Regions from separate parts of the Mus musculus genome. Here all the other regions are linked to region 3. A link is a contact called in public HiChIP or PLAC-seq data. All regions are on one chromosome and are shown on one strand. The core of a region is the stretch at or near the end of the contact, and the rest is flanking DNA. Distances in the headings are between cores, read along the strand shown. Region 1 has its middle 24 kb from the start of Gm35145. Region 2 has its middle 44 kb from the start of Gm35145. Region 3 overlaps Zfhx3 (zinc finger homeobox 3).

Region 1 (3,019 bases), core at 335-2,834, 490 kb after region 3:
AACAAAAACAAAAAAGAAGCTGACTGGAAAAAACACAAAAACAAAAACCTGCCACAGATGGCTTCACCAGATTCAGAGTAAAGCACAAGGTTTGCAAACCCAACATAATCCCCCAAGCTCACACTTTACCTTGGGCATCAGTTTCTGTAACTTTTTTTTTAAGATTTATTTTCTTGTTTTATGTATATTAGAGCATTGTTGCTATCTCCAAGCACACCAGAGGAGTGCATCAGATCCCATTACAGACGGTTGTGAGCCACCATGTGGTTGCTGGGAATTGAACTCAGGACCTCTGGAAAAGCAGTCAGTGCTCTTAACCACTGGGCCATCGCTCCAGCCCTGGTTCCATAACTTATAAATTGACTCTCTGTTTTGGAGTTGTGAACTTTAACTAGAATGGCATACATGTGTGAAACCAGCAAGAGGCCTGCTAACTACTCCATCTCCTGAATAGCTCTTACTGTCAGCTCATCACAACCTGGCATTATCTGGGAAGAAGGAAGCTCAGTTACAGAAGTGGCCAAGTCTGTGCAGTGTCTCCTTAATTGCTAATTGATGTGGGAGGGCCCAGCCCACTGTGGGCGGTACCATCCCCTATGCAGTGGTCCTGGGCTATATAAGGAAGCTAACTGAGCCTGAGGGCCAATAATCCAAATTCCTTCATGGTTTGCACCCTGACTTCCCTCAATGGTGGATTGTGAACTGGGCGTGTAAACTGAATATGCCCTTTGCCTCCTCCAAGTTGCTTTTGACCCGGCCGTTTGTTGCAGCAACAGAAACAAAACTAGAAACCCCAGGTAACTGTTGGCTATTGACTATGGAATAAGAAACACAAAGAGAAGTTAGTGTATTTCTTTTCATACGGAGGAAGATGGATCCCATACTCAGACCCGGAACTGTTTGGAGTGATAAGAATGAATGTCTCAACATGAAAGTATGGCATACGTATGTAAGTGACATCAAGGACCCTCTATTTTATGTCTCTCCTGCCACGAGTATCTATTTAGACTTATAATATAAACATCTGTTCTTTTCTCTCACAGCTTCTCCCTCCCCCCCCCCCACGCCCTCCCTCCAACCCCCTTCATCCGCCAGTCCCTTTTCACGGACAAACTCCTCGGTATGAAATCTCTGCTTTCTTTGTTTTCCTGGTTTCCATTTTGTAATCTAAAATATTCACTCCAAGTTCCGCTTGACAGACGTCCCTAATCTAATCTCCACGTCTGCTTTCTAATTTTCACACTCAGGATAAAACAAATCGGTTGGAGTTAATTGCTGGAGCAGCGGGCCGGAGCTCTGAGCTGTGATTTATGAGCTGAATACGGGCGCTCTGCAACACATTTTTCTTAATTTATTTTTAATGAGTCTCTCAATTAATTTTCTTGGAAACATCTTAATGATGTTGGAGGCGGGTGTTAATGAGGTCTGCACAGCTCCTAATTTTGCATATTTTAAAGTGCCTAATGTCACCTCGCAACCCTTTCTTCCCATTTTAGGAAGGGATGAGGGGAGCGATTATTGTTGAATGGAGAGTCTTCCCTCTTCACATCTCTGTCTTTGCTTAACCTTTCAGACATTATGGGCTTAGGGCGTGTCTCGGCGGCAATCACGTGTTCCCTGCTCCCCTCCCCCCACTCTTGCTGTCTCCGGGCTCTGGAATCTGAGAAACTAAAGCTAGCAAAGGAGGGACAAGGCAGGGTTTCTGGGAAATGGAGAGTTCTGGAAGCAGCAGCTCTGAGTGAAACACTGAGAGGGTACTTGTACCTGGTACCCCGTCCTTTCTGCGAGCAGGGGATGTAAGGGAGGGGCGTGGGAAAACAGCTCACGGGATGTATGTGTTCAGAGCCTTGTGTCCCCAGAGGTCTCTGCAGGCCTCAGAGCATCTCATCCCGGCCAGGCTACCTTACTGTGACAAGCATGCCATTGTCCAGCCCTCCCTGATCCCTTTTCAAAGCTACAATAAGCCGGCACCAGGCTTCAGTCCGTCTTTGTTAGAGACTGTTTGCTGATTAATAGTCATTAAAGATTTCTATAGAAAATTTTCAAAATAATGGGTTAATAATACTGGCCAAAGGCAGTCTAAAAAGTATAGATAGGCCCTATTTAAATTGTGCTGCTTCTTTCTCTGTGTTTTCCTGTTTGTGGGCATTCTAGTTCGTTTTATATATTTGTGACGGTATTGAATATCAATTCTTTCTTAAAACAAACAGCAAATCCATTTTAAATATCATTTTCACGGCTGCTTAATATTCTCCTCGGTAGGTATATCAAAAGTTACGAAACCATTCCACCGTGCTAAGCATCTAAGCTAAGACTCACATATATCCTGTGATGAATCTCTGTACGGCGCTTTTTTTTTTTAAAGCAAGGGTTTTTGTTTTTGTTTTTATTTTTATTTTTTTGGTAAAGCAGTCTAAGAAATTGGTATTGCTTTAAAGAATACAATCCCTTTTAAGCCTTCTGATACATATTTCCGAATTATTTCCTAATCTAAAGGGCCGGGCCAGGTTATTTCCAATAGCAAAATATGAGGGTGCATTTCTCCCATCATGCAGTGGTCTACGTATTACAATATTAAAACTAAACGGCCAGGTTTAGAGTCACTTTTTTATTTTCTTCACTAGTTCAACTCTTTGGAGTGATGTCAGTGTGCCCTTCCTTGGGCTTTAATGAAAGAGGCTATATATCAACGGAAACCTGGATCCACGTGACCTGTCCGCGCAGCACGTGTTTCCTGCCCTCCTCCGTAGATGCTTTCTGCCCCTGTCACCTCATTGTTCATAACTCAGTACTCTGTACATTGTTCATCTGTACTCTGTCCCTCCCCTTGTGTGGAACACCAGTCTCAAACCTCCGTCCACAGTAGCTGAGCTGTCTGAATCTTCCCAGTGGCCTCTGGGGCTCAGTGTCACTATCCCCATCTGGATGAAGATCCCCATTCAAGCAGCAACCATGAGCTTCGGACATGGAAGTCTCCTGTGAGGCAGCGGATACATGCTCATTCAGTCAGTGAGCCAGT
Region 2 (2,813 bases), core at 278-2,777, 470 kb after region 3:
AAGGCAGAAATAAGAATGGGGAGGGGGGAGGATACAAGAAGTAGCAAGCCCCCGTGTACCAACCACACCTAGAAAATCACAACGAGTTGTTTTCACGAATCCATTTGCGAGACGGCAGTGAACAGGAAGCCATTCTTATCACTAGATCCCTGTGTGGTGTGACAGCAGCTGGTTCCCCTGCCCTGCCAGCAAATAAGACCTCCAAATCCTCCCAGAGCGCGGCAGGTAGCATCCGTGTGCGGCAGAGCATTTAAATTCACTCGGCACTCCTCTGTAAAAGGCCACCATTGACCGGTACATGGCACTGCCAACCAACATCACCTAAACAGATGGAATAACTGCCAATGGAATTTGTGTTTTAATCACATTAATGTATTTGGCAGGGAGATCCACCTAAGTACACATTTCAAAGTCTGCCTTTGATCTGAGCCCCTTTGGGGCATTTTCCATGACTGATAAACTCCTCCTCTGAGTTCATAGACAAATGATGGAAATTGTGGGTTTTTTTTGGTTTTTTTTTTTTTTTTTTTTAAGAAAGGGAGAAGGAAGCCAGACACCCACGTCCCATCTGGCCTCTCCGTCTCTTGGGGGATGAGAAGCTCCGAGATTCAGGACATCTCACTCTCCTCTCACCTGCCTGGGCAGCTCCCTAAGAAGGGCTCCCTGAAAAGGACACTACTGCCCACCCAGTCCCTTCTCCCCCTTGAACACAGAGACACACATACATGCTTGATACAGAATCCACGGTCTCTGCGAGGCTCCTTCTGCTATTTTACAGACGCCTGTTTGGATGCTTGTGGAAAGCCTGCTGCCAACAGCTTCCCTCAGCATCTGCCCCTCTAGCCCATCACACATGTCTTGCTTAGCTTTCTAATATACCGTGATGGAAATCAGAAGCTGCGCTTTGAATGAAAACGCTCTAATTGTGCGATCATTCCTTCTAACTGTTCCACCGTGAGTCAGGCTCAGTACAGACACACAGACAAAACCAAGCCCTGTTGAACTTGGCAGTTTCCGCTCTTCCGGAGACGCAAAGGGCAGAAGGTCATAAGCAAAGTGTGATGGCTACTGAGGGGAAAAGCTGCTACATACAGATTCCCCGCTCAGACGCAGCTCCACCTTGCCTGCTCTTGAAATGGATCATCAGCTACGTCCCTTCCCCACTTAGGATAAAGAGATCTGAGGAGGTTTTTAATTCTCAGATGAATTTTCTTGTTTGTTTGTTTGGTGGATTTTCCCCCCTTCTTTCTCCTCCACAGAACACAACTAGCAAATGATTGGATCTTTGACAGAACAAAGGTATTTTTGATGGCTCTGTAATCTAGTGCGCTAATGTTCCCAGTCCCCTCATTGTCTTGCTGTCTGATCCTATCCCTTCTGCCAGACAGTCACTGCGGGATGAGTCACTTTTAATGTCTGATAATCAAGGTGAATTTTCAAAAAGCTGCCATTTTGGAATTATGCACTATATCCCAGTGTCAGGGACTAGAAAAGAAAGTGAAGGGATAAGGAAGGCTAAGATAGACACCTACTGTATGTTTGGAGAACTGCAGGACCCAGCCAACGTGGTACCAGATAAGATGTGTCTGGAGGGTCCAAGTCGATCAAGGCATACATGATGAGACAGAGACTATGTTAATTATAAATTAAAAATAACTTCTATGATAATGAAGATTATATGCACAGGAGAAAACGTCTTAGTTAAAACAGACTAGAAGGATAGAATTAAAACGCAGCCATTTGGGGCCATGGATTCTGTACCTACTGAATATATTGTGGTCTATTAAATAACCTAATACAAACTTAACATTTGAAAAAGAATAGAAGGGAATTGTAGTAGTCTCCGTGGAAGCTGTATTGTCTGCTGTCCTTACTTAAAGCGCTATCTGCTAAGAACATTACCTAGCTGATGAACACAGCCTCTCTCCAACCACGGAGATGAGATATTTCTAGAATCATTTAAAGAAATACCCACCCTACTCCCCAACAACAACAACAACAAACAAACAAACAAACAAAAAACCCACCAAGCCCAGTGAACTAGCCAGAGGGATGCTAAAAACCCAAGGCAAACAAAGGGTATCAGACACTCTTTCCGGGTTTTGGCTCTTCAAGTATAGGGTGGTCATTGTCTCCTCTGAGGTAATTAACTAGAGCCACGGCTCCAAATTGTAGACCTTGTTTTTCATTGTGGGCGTTGTGCTAAGTGGTGGGGTGGCTGAAGGAAGGCGATCTGAGCATAGCCCGCGAGTTCCGTTTATTATCTGGAGACGTGAGCACTATAAATAGAGCCAGGCTGTTTTGACTAGGGAAATGCTGTCCTCCTCACAGCCAGGGGATGCTGGGGAGCAGACGCTGAAGCTTCAAAGCTTTGTCCTGCTTTAGAAAAGCGTGAGGTTTTTCATGGCTGTTTCAGTGGCTGGTCGGAGAGTCTGCAGGCGCTTTATCTGTCCTGGGGGAAGGAAGAAATGGCATTTCAGAGGATGCTATTTTATACCTGTGATGGATGCTTACATGTGTTCTCCAACAGAGGCATCTAAATACCCTGGCATCCTCTGTGTACAAGTTGTATTTACAGATTATTACACTTATATTATCTACAGTGGTTACCACTAATCCTCTGTGTGTGTGTGTGTGTGTGTGTGTGTGTGTGTGTGTGTGTGTGTGTGTGTTGGGGGGGTAACAGAGAGACACACATATAAGCGCACACACATATGAGCACACATATGCTATAATCCCATAAAATGGCTATAAAATAGGCACATGAAGAAAATTTGTCGTTGCTGCATGGCTGTTATAGTGCACATAAAAGA
Region 3 (2,838 bases), core at 300-2,799:
TCATAATTCCTAAAGATCCCCCAAAAGGACTGATCCTGCAGCTACAACTGAGAAAAAAGGTGTGTGGGGGGGCTCTTTTTATTTTCCTTCTCTTTCTCTCCCTCTTACCCCCCACCTCGTGCTCCCCCTCGGCTGAAGAGGCTGAAGACTATAAATTAATCGGTGACCTTTCACTTCTTGGATTCCCGCTGGACTCCCCAACCACACTGGTCAGAAATGCTTTCTATTAAGGAGAAAATAGAACGAGTTTGGCAGTCCCCACTCTGTTCTGGGCAATTCAGCTAGCTAGCTCTACAGCAGCTGTCTGTCGCAGGCTCCATGCACTGTGGTGCAGCTGTCTGAAGGCGGGCACATGCCTTTCCCATTCACCTGCCACACACCTGCTCTGCCTAGCGCGGTGGGCCTTCTCCTCAAGACCCTTCTCTGGAGCGCCTATTGCTTAGGTTTTGTGTCTACTGGTTTCCAGACCTGTAAAACCCTATCTCGTGCACCTAAATACGAAGTCGTCTTTTTGGCCAGCAGCCACATTTGTTCTAGTTCCCCCTACTTGTTGAGCCTGTTGTTGGTGACACTAGCGGACTTGGCCAGCAGCTGTCTGAGAAAGGCAAGGATCTCACAACCTCTCAAATAATTTTTAAAATATTAAGTTTAAACAAGCGAAATTAGTCTTGCAGTGAAGTTTTGTCTGATTGGTCCAGCAGGGCCTCTGGGTGGGGCTAGGTACTATGCCACCTCCCGTTACTCCTCCAGCCATTGTCAAATTAAAGACAGTTTCTAGTGCATCTGGAATTGTTATCGATGTCAAATGTTCCTGCCTCGTGGCAAAGAGAGATTGCTGCCCACTCCCCTGTTAGTTTCCAGAGTGTCACACGTGTACACAATGAGACATGGTCATGCCTATGCCCCAGTTCGTCCTCCAACCCCACCCAAATGAGGTAGACAATCTGTAGGTCCCCCTGCAGACTGAGGAGCTATGGGTAGTGGGCACTTGCCGGGAAAGGGAGAATTGTTTGGTTTTTAAGGTTGTGGCCACTGGAGAGCTGTACTTGCAGGTTAGCGAACTCTTTAACTCTTGCAGGTTAGCGAACTCTTTAGATGGAGAGTCCTTATTCTTCGCCCGGATACTGAAGGCTGCCATGGCCTGTCACTGTCACACATCCAGAAGAGCCTGTGATAGGAGCTAGCTTCTGGCCCACACAGCAGGGAGGCAGAGCACAAAGTCTGAGGATCTGACCTAAAATGTAGCTACTTAGATCTTAGGGCTAATTATGGAAATGTTCCATTAGGGGCTAACGGCCCAGTCTCAGGGAAGGGGGCTTCCGTTGTAGAACGCTGTGCAGAATTAGCTGGATTGCTGGGATTCTGGGCACACGCTCCCTCTGATGCTGTGTGCCCCATGCATAAAAGGCTCTAGACGAAACTCTGGCTTAACGTGAGTCACAAGAACTGCTTGTTTGTGCTTGATGTCAGCTTGTAAAGGGTTACACGGTGTTGTTCCCTGGAAAAGCTGCCAGTGTGTGCGCGTCCTTAGCCTCCCTTTGTTCTCCTTTCTGCCTCTTACCCTTTCCTTCACTCCGCCAACTCCCCTCCTCTCCTCGCCTGAATACATTTTGAAAACAGTGCTACAATGCTCCCTGCTTCCAGATTACCGCGTACTTTACTAGGTATGATTTAATTAGGGCCCTTATTATGTTTGCGGTAGCTTAAGGTGGGCCTTTCAACTTATCTACCTAATTGGTTGCCCAAGAAGTTTCACAGCCCGTGACAAAACATTGTCAGTGATCAAAGTCAAAATTCTGCATAAAAGAAAAATATTAATAATAAGATTACTCTTCAAGTGTGCACTGCTAATTATGTCCAGAATGTAACCGTAGAAACACTTTTGACTGATGTGAGCTTTGTCTAATAAACATGAGTCTTCACTGAGCTATGCAAAGTGACACCTCCAGCTTCTACGCTGGTGAAGGCTAATTTTGCTTATTGAATACTTTTTAAACCTTTCGTATTTTGTGTCTGTTTTCCCCCGCGCCTTGACTCTGTCGTCTCGCTGCCTCTCTCCCCTCAGGTGACCGCTCCTGAGATGGTTATGCCTAGTAGCATGTTCCTCCCTGCTGCCGCTGCGGACCGAGATGGGAACTCCACTTTGGAAGAGGCAGGAAAGCAACCTGGTCAGTGTCGCTAATCATAATTCCTCCAGCCAGAAACAAGATGAATTCTTGGTCAAAAATCTCCATGGGGCACAAGGGCTGAGGGATTCTTTACAGTATATCCCAAGTGAATGGGGCTGATGGGTTTTATCAGCAAAGCCTGTGGCCTTTTAGGTCTTAGGAAGTATCTTGTAGTCAGTTTGCTCATGGACATCCCCATGGTGAACTCAGCCAAAGACATGGCTGCTAGAGCCTTGCCACTCAATGAGATCCCTCAGCTGTCTCTCTCACTACCTCTGCATAGAACGCTTGGAGTCTTCTGGAATCGCCTTGTTTAAACATACCGCTTGTAAGGACCATTGTCACAGGCGTTTCTGCTGCAGTAGTGAGATAGCTCTTAGGCCTCCGTGCTGGTTCTTTGCTCTCCTCAGTCTTGAGCACACTCTTACAGGCATCTAAGGTTCACACTGCCGGGGCCCAGCCCTCTTCCTTGTGACGTGGCCACATTAGAAGGAGACCTGGGAAGAGCCAGGGTACTTATGGATATGATGAACCTTTTTTTTTTTTTAAAGTAGTACAGTTAAATAATTAACTTTCCTGCTAACGTGAGCAGAGACCTGGGTTCTAGAAACAGTGATGTAAAAGCCAGGGGGGAGGGGTGTCACATTAAACACGAAACTAAATGCTTTCA

The links. HiChIP or PLAC-seq counts read pairs in DNA pulled down with a chosen protein or histone mark.
Region 1: a contact with region 3 is called in an H3K4me3 HiChIP or PLAC-seq map of embryonic basal ganglia, with 2.7 times the contacts expected there. The contact joins two enhancer-like sites. A contact is called at or near these places in 2 of 115 datasets of contacts at active chromatin or transcription factors (embryonic basal ganglia and embryonic midbrain) and 2 of 9 other capture datasets (embryonic tail and embryonic trunk).
Region 2: a contact with region 3 is called in an H3K4me3 HiChIP or PLAC-seq map of embryonic basal ganglia, with 3 times the contacts expected there. The contact joins two enhancer-like sites. A contact is called at or near these places in 1 of 39 promoter capture datasets (stem cell-derived epiblast-like cells), 3 of 484 Hi-C or Micro-C datasets (embryonic fibroblasts and embryonic stem cells), 7 of 115 datasets of contacts at active chromatin or transcription factors (differentiating embryonic stem cells, embryonic basal ganglia, embryonic forebrain and 4 more) and 1 of 9 other capture datasets (embryonic stem cells).

What each region holds. Positions count from the first base shown.
Region 1 is chr8:109,435,622-109,438,640 of GRCm38.p6, forward strand. It overlaps a transcript of Pmfbp1 not described here. Among named protein-coding and RNA genes, the nearest start is that of Gm35145, 24 kb to the right of the region's middle. Within about 2 kb of position 1,585, at least 33 of the 459 cell types and tissues checked have an H3K27ac peak or open chromatin away from gene starts, as enhancers often do.
Region 2 is chr8:109,415,899-109,418,711 of GRCm38.p6, forward strand. It overlaps a transcript of Pmfbp1 not described here. Among named protein-coding and RNA genes, the nearest start is that of Gm35145, 44 kb to the right of the region's middle. Within about 2 kb of position 1,528, at least 67 of the 459 cell types and tissues checked have an H3K27ac peak or open chromatin away from gene starts, as enhancers often do. A contact at or near this core is called in embryonic basal ganglia and embryonic forebrain, where this site is marked.
Region 3 is chr8:108,943,037-108,945,874 of GRCm38.p6, forward strand. It overlaps Zfhx3 (zinc finger homeobox 3), which reads left to right. Exons shown (of 10, transcript NM_007496.2): 8 at 2,066-2,168. Among named protein-coding and RNA genes, the nearest start is that of Mir3108, 7.6 kb to the left of the region's middle. Within about 2 kb of position 1,550, at least 14 of the 459 cell types and tissues checked have an H3K27ac peak or open chromatin away from gene starts, as enhancers often do. A contact at or near this core is called in embryonic basal ganglia and embryonic forebrain, where this site is marked.